Linked DNA regions of Mus musculus: region 2 is linked to region 1. The links are chromatin contacts, called in public Hi-C maps. All regions are on one chromosome and are shown on one strand. The core of a region is the stretch at or near the end of the contact, and the rest is flanking DNA. Distances in the headings are between cores, read along the strand shown.

Region 1 (3,209 bases), core at 333-2,832:
AACGGAATGAAAAAATTACTTAACATACACTATGCTGTAAAACACTGTAGATTTATATTTGACCAATCCTAAATGCAATTAATTTAAACATGGAAGGGCATAGAAAGGAAAAAAGGAACCTTTTTAGTTTGGAGAGATACCACCCAGTCTAGTTGTAGGAACTCAGGAATTTTTAAATAATAAACAAAATATCTTGATCACATCAGGGAGACCAAGAATAGGAAAGATGATGTGCTGTGTTCATGCTGTGTAGGTACCAACTGCCTCTAGGAAGACCATGTCCTTGCCAGGAAGCTATACATAAATACAATGCTATGAATCTGAAAATCAGTAGAAAACATGGGAGCTCTGGAGCTAGCTCAGCAGTTAAGAGCACTTCCTGCTCTTGCAGAAGACCTAGGTTTTGTTATCAGCAAGTCTGGGGACGTGCAACTCCAGTTCCAGGGGTACTAATATCCTTTTCTGGTCTCTGTGGGCATGTGATATACATAGGCAATGTGGACACTCATACACATAAAATAAATCTTTTTAAAAACCAGTAGAAGATGCTAATCATTGTGTGCAAGAATACTTCCTGAACACAGTGTCCTCAGAGCAAGATGTTACTCAAATTCCTCTTCCCCATTCTTCCATGTTAATCCATCTCACTTCTCTTCATAGAATGAATGTCCACATCATGATTATCTAGGGGACTCTTACTGAGTACTCTAACTGCTAAAGCCTTGGCAATAACTGTAAATTTTAAATTGTCTAGAACAAGATAGTCTCAGTGGATGCTCAGAATGCCATGAATATGGGGCTTTTCTTTCAAATTTTACACTTCCCAGCAATTTAATCTCAACCAAAAGCATCTTTCCCAAGAACTGTTAACTGTGACAACAGGATTTGACATGGAGATCTGTGCTTGGTGATGTCATTCTTTGTCATTTGTTAGGAATTAGAAGTTCAAGTTGTTTATTGGTTGAGTTCAGTTAACTCTTACCTGCATGAATCACAAGTTTATGTTTGAATTACTCGTAACAGATCTCTTGGCAGTTTCTCATTTCATGACGTGGGCTGGCACGTAATGACATCACCAGTGTTGGCACCAACAGTGGCAAGTCTATTCAGCTTTCTTTATCTCTTTCATTTTTTGAGATTATAATGTAATCACACCTTTCTCCCTCCTTCTTTCTCCCCATGGATGCCTACATATTTCTCCTTTCTCTCTTTCAAATTCATGGCCTTTTTTTTAAAAATAAATTATCCATCTGTTCTACATATGAATCTACGCAGCCTGCTGGACACTTGTGGGAAGCAAAACAAGGCCATTTGTAATTTGATACTGAAGACTTAGGTTTGAAAAACAACACGGAATTTGGATAATTGTTGAAATATTTAGTATCATGTGGATGAATATGGAATGCTTAGGGCATCCTGGTAAAATCTCTGAGGTCATTTCATATACATTGAACATTCTCAGAACTGTTAAAATGCAGGGTTGGAAAAAAAAACCCACAAGTGAGTGAGATCTGCGCACAGCCTCCCTGTACTGTGGCCCATTTCCATAGTCATCAGCACAGGGAGGCTACCCACAGCCACCAGCCCTCTCAGATTGTCCTGAATACATCTGTCCCATCTTAGGTAAGCAGAACAACTCCTACTCCTTAGGTAGGGAGTTGAACCTAGAGAAGCCACTGAAAGGGGCTGCCTGCTGCTGGCTGGGAAGACAAAGCAAGCAGAAGCTCACTTGTTCCAGAAGGGCCATGACAGCAATAAGAAAACAAGAATTGTGAACACAGAATGATCTGTGAGATAAGCTGGGTACAAAAGAACATCAGTGTGTGGTTTCACTCTCAGGAGCATTCACAACAGGCAAATCCATAGGGACAGGAAGGCAGATGTACACAAGGGAAGGGAGGACCAGAGAGTGGAGACGACTGCTGCACTGTTTTTCAAGTGTAATTAATGCCATGGAATTGCACATGACAAAGTGATTAAATCAAGTGTTTTAGGTAACATTTTATTCAATGACAAATGCATTTAAGATAGGTTTATTTAATTTAACTTCATGTGTGTTGAGTAGTTCACCTGGGTGTGTGTACATGTATCACGTGAGAGTCTGGTGCATGTGGGAGACAGAAGAGGGTGTCAGATGTTCGGGAAATGGAGTTATGGATGATTGCGAGTTACCATGTGTGTTGGAGAAGTTAAAAGTGGGTCTTCTGCAAGAGCAGTGAGTGCTCTTAGTTAATGAACCATCGCTCCATCTCTGACAATAAACAGTTTTAAAGGGAAATAGAAAAAAAATTCTTAGTTACACACCCAGGAGACATAGGCATCTACAAGAAGAGTAGCTCTTGTGTCTATTAAGGGGTGGTACATGTGTGTATGTATGTGTTCGCTTAAATCACTGGGGGAAATTTTAGTGATTTTTCTGCCAGAAAATTTCATTTGATAAGAAGTCATAGTCAGCTCCACAGGTGAAATCCCTATGATTCTTGTGTTCACTTGGGAAGGAAGGGATCAAGTAGCTTGTAAAGAGTGTCCCAGAAGGCTGTGTTGTGTAGGAAGCTAAGCAGGATGGATATGTGGAAGGAGGGCCAGATAGGAAGACACAGACACAATGAGGGGAGCAGGTAACAGTGTGGAGGGAGAATGGGTTTTGCTTACATTCTAGTGGAAGGGAGCATCTTCTCCAAGAGATAGCAAGGAAAAGGGAGCCCATCTCCCAGCTATGACACCCTCTGGTGTCCTGTCTATTCTGTCCACTCTGTTCTAAGGAGCCCAGTGTTCCTGGGCACCAGCTGCTTAGGAGAGCCAGGAGGCTGGGTCTAGGGATTAGTGCACATGGCAGGCTTGTCTCTGTAAATCCAGATGCAATCATAAGTGGGGCCAACACAACAAACTCCTGGGAAAGTCAGATAGCTACCTAGGTAAAGCTGCTGCCATTTTGTTCATAATGTCAGCTTTTAAACCACTTTATGATCTCACTTTGGCATAACTACAAGAAACCCTGCACACAAAAGAGACACTGGAGGGTCAGTAAACATGGTGCACCTCTCACTGGGGAGGATGGAGCACTGCTGGCTTTTCCGTGTGGTTGGACAGGAGAGGCAAGACAGCTATACAGCTCCATCCTTATCCCCCCGAACGTTGATGAGCATGTGGTACAGGATTGTACTTCTAATTCACCACCTCCCTTCTCCATCAACTTTGCATGTCTTCTG
Region 2 (3,350 bases), core at 294-2,793, 560 kb after region 1:
TTGGGGGGACTAAATCTAGGGAGTGGGGCAGTTCCATGGGCAGGAGGACCACTCACCTATTCTTCTGACTGGTGTGGCCTGTACCTGAGCAGTAGACATCTGCCCAAGTTGGGGCCTGTTTCTCTTACTCCAAAACTATCTTAACAACATTCAACTTGACAAGTGTAAGATCCTGGTCTATGTAGGTAATTTTTCATACAGCAATTCAAAGAATATTTCGAACACAGAGAAGTGAAGAATTATAGTGCTCATTCTGACTCTACGTCTACATCCTGTGGTCTTTGCCTTGAAATATATAGAGAGGATTTTGAGCCCTTTATATTTTTGCCTGCCAACCATGCAACTTTTCCTTTGTTTCTCTAGATAAATTTCAAAATTATAGAGTATCTGAGTGACTAAGTACTTCGGGCCAGTCTTCTGCACAGACTTTGTTCTAACTCTGGGCTTGCATCAGTGCCTCTCCTTTGTTCTGTCTTCAGCCTCCATAGATGGCCCTCAGAGAGAACTCCTGCATTCCGGCCACCATAGGCAGCTCCCAGCCACCCTGCACTACCACCCAGTTTCCATTTTGCCCTCTGGGTTTTACATTTATTTGTTTTCTAGATTTTTATCCTCCCCGTGGTGAGGGTGTGGAGGCTGTGGGTGCTTCATTTGCTGCCATATCCCTAGAAGCTGGACCAATGCCTGGGACAGAGCAGGTGCACGGTGCACATGCTATGAATGAATGAAGGGAATGAATGAATAAACAGATGATTTGCATCCATTTGAGAGAACAATGCTCTAACATCCTTTACAACAAAAAATTCCCCAAGAAAATGACACAAAACAGAACAAAGGCTGACCCCAATAATCCATCTGAACCCAAAAACTATTTGGATCGTGTCTATTTAAAGGGCCTGCGATTTAGAAAGGATCCATGCTGATTTTGAGATGTTTCTCCTTGCCTTAACTCTTTGGTGCAGGGAATTTGCCTGCAAGACAGTTGTCACATCCCATGTGGTTTCATTCACCATTATCTCATTGCAACCTGCTTGTTTGCTCTGCCCGGAGACAGGTCCTGTCCATGCGGCTTTGAAACAGACATAAAAGTGGATAAAGGTTGTAAAAGGCAACAGAAGCCACAAGACAATCTGTGTAAACCAGTAGGAAAAATAAACAACGCCAATTACAACAGTCATCAAAACCCATCAAAGACCACTGATTAGAGAGGTCAAAGGAAGAGTCTATGACCAGCAATGTCCCAGAGCACATCAGCAATGGTGGGAAAGAGAGCTCAGAGTTTGGAAAATGTGAGCAAGAGACACAACATGGCTGGGAGTAAATAGGGGTGTAAAAGGAAAGGCAGCTGCAACAAGCTGGAGTGCTGGGCATGATCCGGGGAGGACGTGAGAACGCTTGTAGGGACTCTGAAGTCACAGCTCCCACGAGGAGATGATATCACATTTTAGGGATGGTGGAATTTGAAACTCTTGGCTGTATGGCTCATTCCTAATTTCCATTGGGGCATCTTCGTGGAAGTAATGGCCAGCTGCAGCCAGCACTCGTGCTGGCGAGAGGGTGCTTTGGGACTCTAGGCGGTGCTAATTGAGCCTCAATTGAGGGTAGATTGTCTTCAGCTTCCGCTGAAGACAGTGTGTGGGCACTGATGAGTAGTGGAACAAGCATGAGCAGTTATGGTAAGGACACAGCATTGGGGAGGAGAGGGATGACCGCCAATCATCTGATTTTGAGAGTAATTACAAGTTCCCACTCAAAGTAACACTATAGCCTTACATTCAGGAAATAACATTTTTTTCCCATAGTGGCATGACATGTCAAGAAAGAATCCAAATAGTTCACGAGCATGAAGAACAGGCACATTTTGGATGCCCTATTACCGGGGTCACAAAAATGAATAGTATTGTTACTAAATTCCTCTTGTTAGGGTATAATTTAGGGTGAAATTGAAAGTTCCAGACTTGTGTCAAGAATCCTGTGTGTCACGTACAAGAACTTACTTTAACAGAAGAGCTTAGGAGCCTACTTGGTTCATTTAATTAAGCTCAGGCACAAACCCAATGTTTGTAGCCTTCGTCAGCCCCTTTTGTGTCAAGGACCCTGTTCTGAAAGTTTTTAAAACCTTCAGGAGGGAGAGCCTTCCTGCACAAAATGGGGAAGGCTTGTGGTTGTATAAGCTGATCACACTTTCTGTAGACAGATAACCAATATAGATTGTGATGTGACCAGCTGGCACTCCCCACCCCACCCCCTTTCCCCATCCTGCTGTTGTGCTGTGCTTTTCCCACCATGGCAGACTATCTTCTCCTGGAACTGCAAGCCGCAACAAACCTTTTCTTTCTTAAACTGTGTCTCGTCAGGCATTTGGTCACAACAGTGAGAAAACAAACTAACACAAGAACTGAATGGCATTGCTCATTGCCTCCCCCAAGCTCACAGACAGATGCTCAGATCTGTGCATCAGAAGTGCAAGAGAGAATTTCTGTTTGAGAATTTAAGGGTGATGATTAGCAAGACCTGCTCCTACCAGATCCCAGGGCATTTTTCCCTATTCCTTCCCAGTCATGGTGCTACATGTTAACGGTGTGTGTAGTGTCCTTTAAGCTCCCTTTAAGCTCCACAGGGACAGGTGAGGGCCTCCTCAGTACCACACCACTGAGCTCAATGCTTAGCATCCAAGAGTCTTGATCAATCCAGGGTCATAGAGTACAGCATCGTGCACATGGGCTTCACACTGAAGGAATGTGAAGCATCATAACAGCTGGACAATAACTCAGTAGGACATTAGACAGACATCTCAGGCTAAAATTGGAACCCCCTGAACCTCTAGGGCTAGTGAGGCAAATTAGACTGTGGTTGGAAAGGTGTCTAACGTAACGCCTGGTATGCAGGTGCCTCTGAGACTTCGGAAGCAGGACTTTGCTGCCCCGTTCTAAGGAAAGTCCATGAATGGACTACCTTTAAATACCACATGCTTCCCCCTCTGCCACAACCCTTAGCACTAAGGAATCATTAAGTCATCACTAAGTCCATCTCAGGCCTCAGGTTTTCCATAAACACCAGGGTGCAGTGTTCCCAAGGCCGCCTTCCTGGGAAGAAGATATCCAAAGTTCACGTATCAAGGACAGAACAGCAAATTACAGAATGTTGATGGTAGTACGAAACCAAGGCATCCCCAGCTCCCTGGGAAACCCAGAAATTAAGAAACAGAAGTAGGCCCATTCTCTGTTCTTCACAAAAGGCCCTTAGGGAAGGCATCTCCTCAATCTATATAAACTGTAAAGAGTCCTAAATCTCCATTCTGAGATGTACCCAAGAGCATTCTGGGAGCTGTGCTCACATTAATCAACTCA

The links. A called contact is a pair of places that touch in the nucleus more often than the background predicts.
Region 2: a Hi-C map of muscle stem cells shows a contact between it and region 1, with 4 times the contacts expected there. The contact joins two enhancer-like sites. A contact is called at or near these places in 2 of 484 Hi-C or Micro-C datasets (cumulus cells and muscle stem cells).

What each region holds. Positions count from the first base shown.
Region 1 is chr13:68,673,254-68,676,462 of GRCm38.p6, forward strand. The region is part of intron 16 of Adcy2 (adenylate cyclase 2); the gene reads right to left. Among named protein-coding and RNA genes, the nearest start is that of Gm34903, 71 kb to the left of the region's middle. Within about 2 kb of position 1,583, at least 2 of the 459 cell types and tissues checked have an H3K27ac peak or open chromatin away from gene starts, as enhancers often do. A contact at or near this core is called in muscle stem cells, where this site is marked.
Region 2 is chr13:69,229,163-69,232,512 of GRCm38.p6, forward strand. No RefSeq gene overlaps it. Among named protein-coding and RNA genes, the nearest start is that of Gm35444, 61 kb to the right of the region's middle. Within about 2 kb of position 1,544, at least 2 of the 459 cell types and tissues checked have an H3K27ac peak or open chromatin away from gene starts, as enhancers often do. A contact at or near this core is called in muscle stem cells, where this site is marked.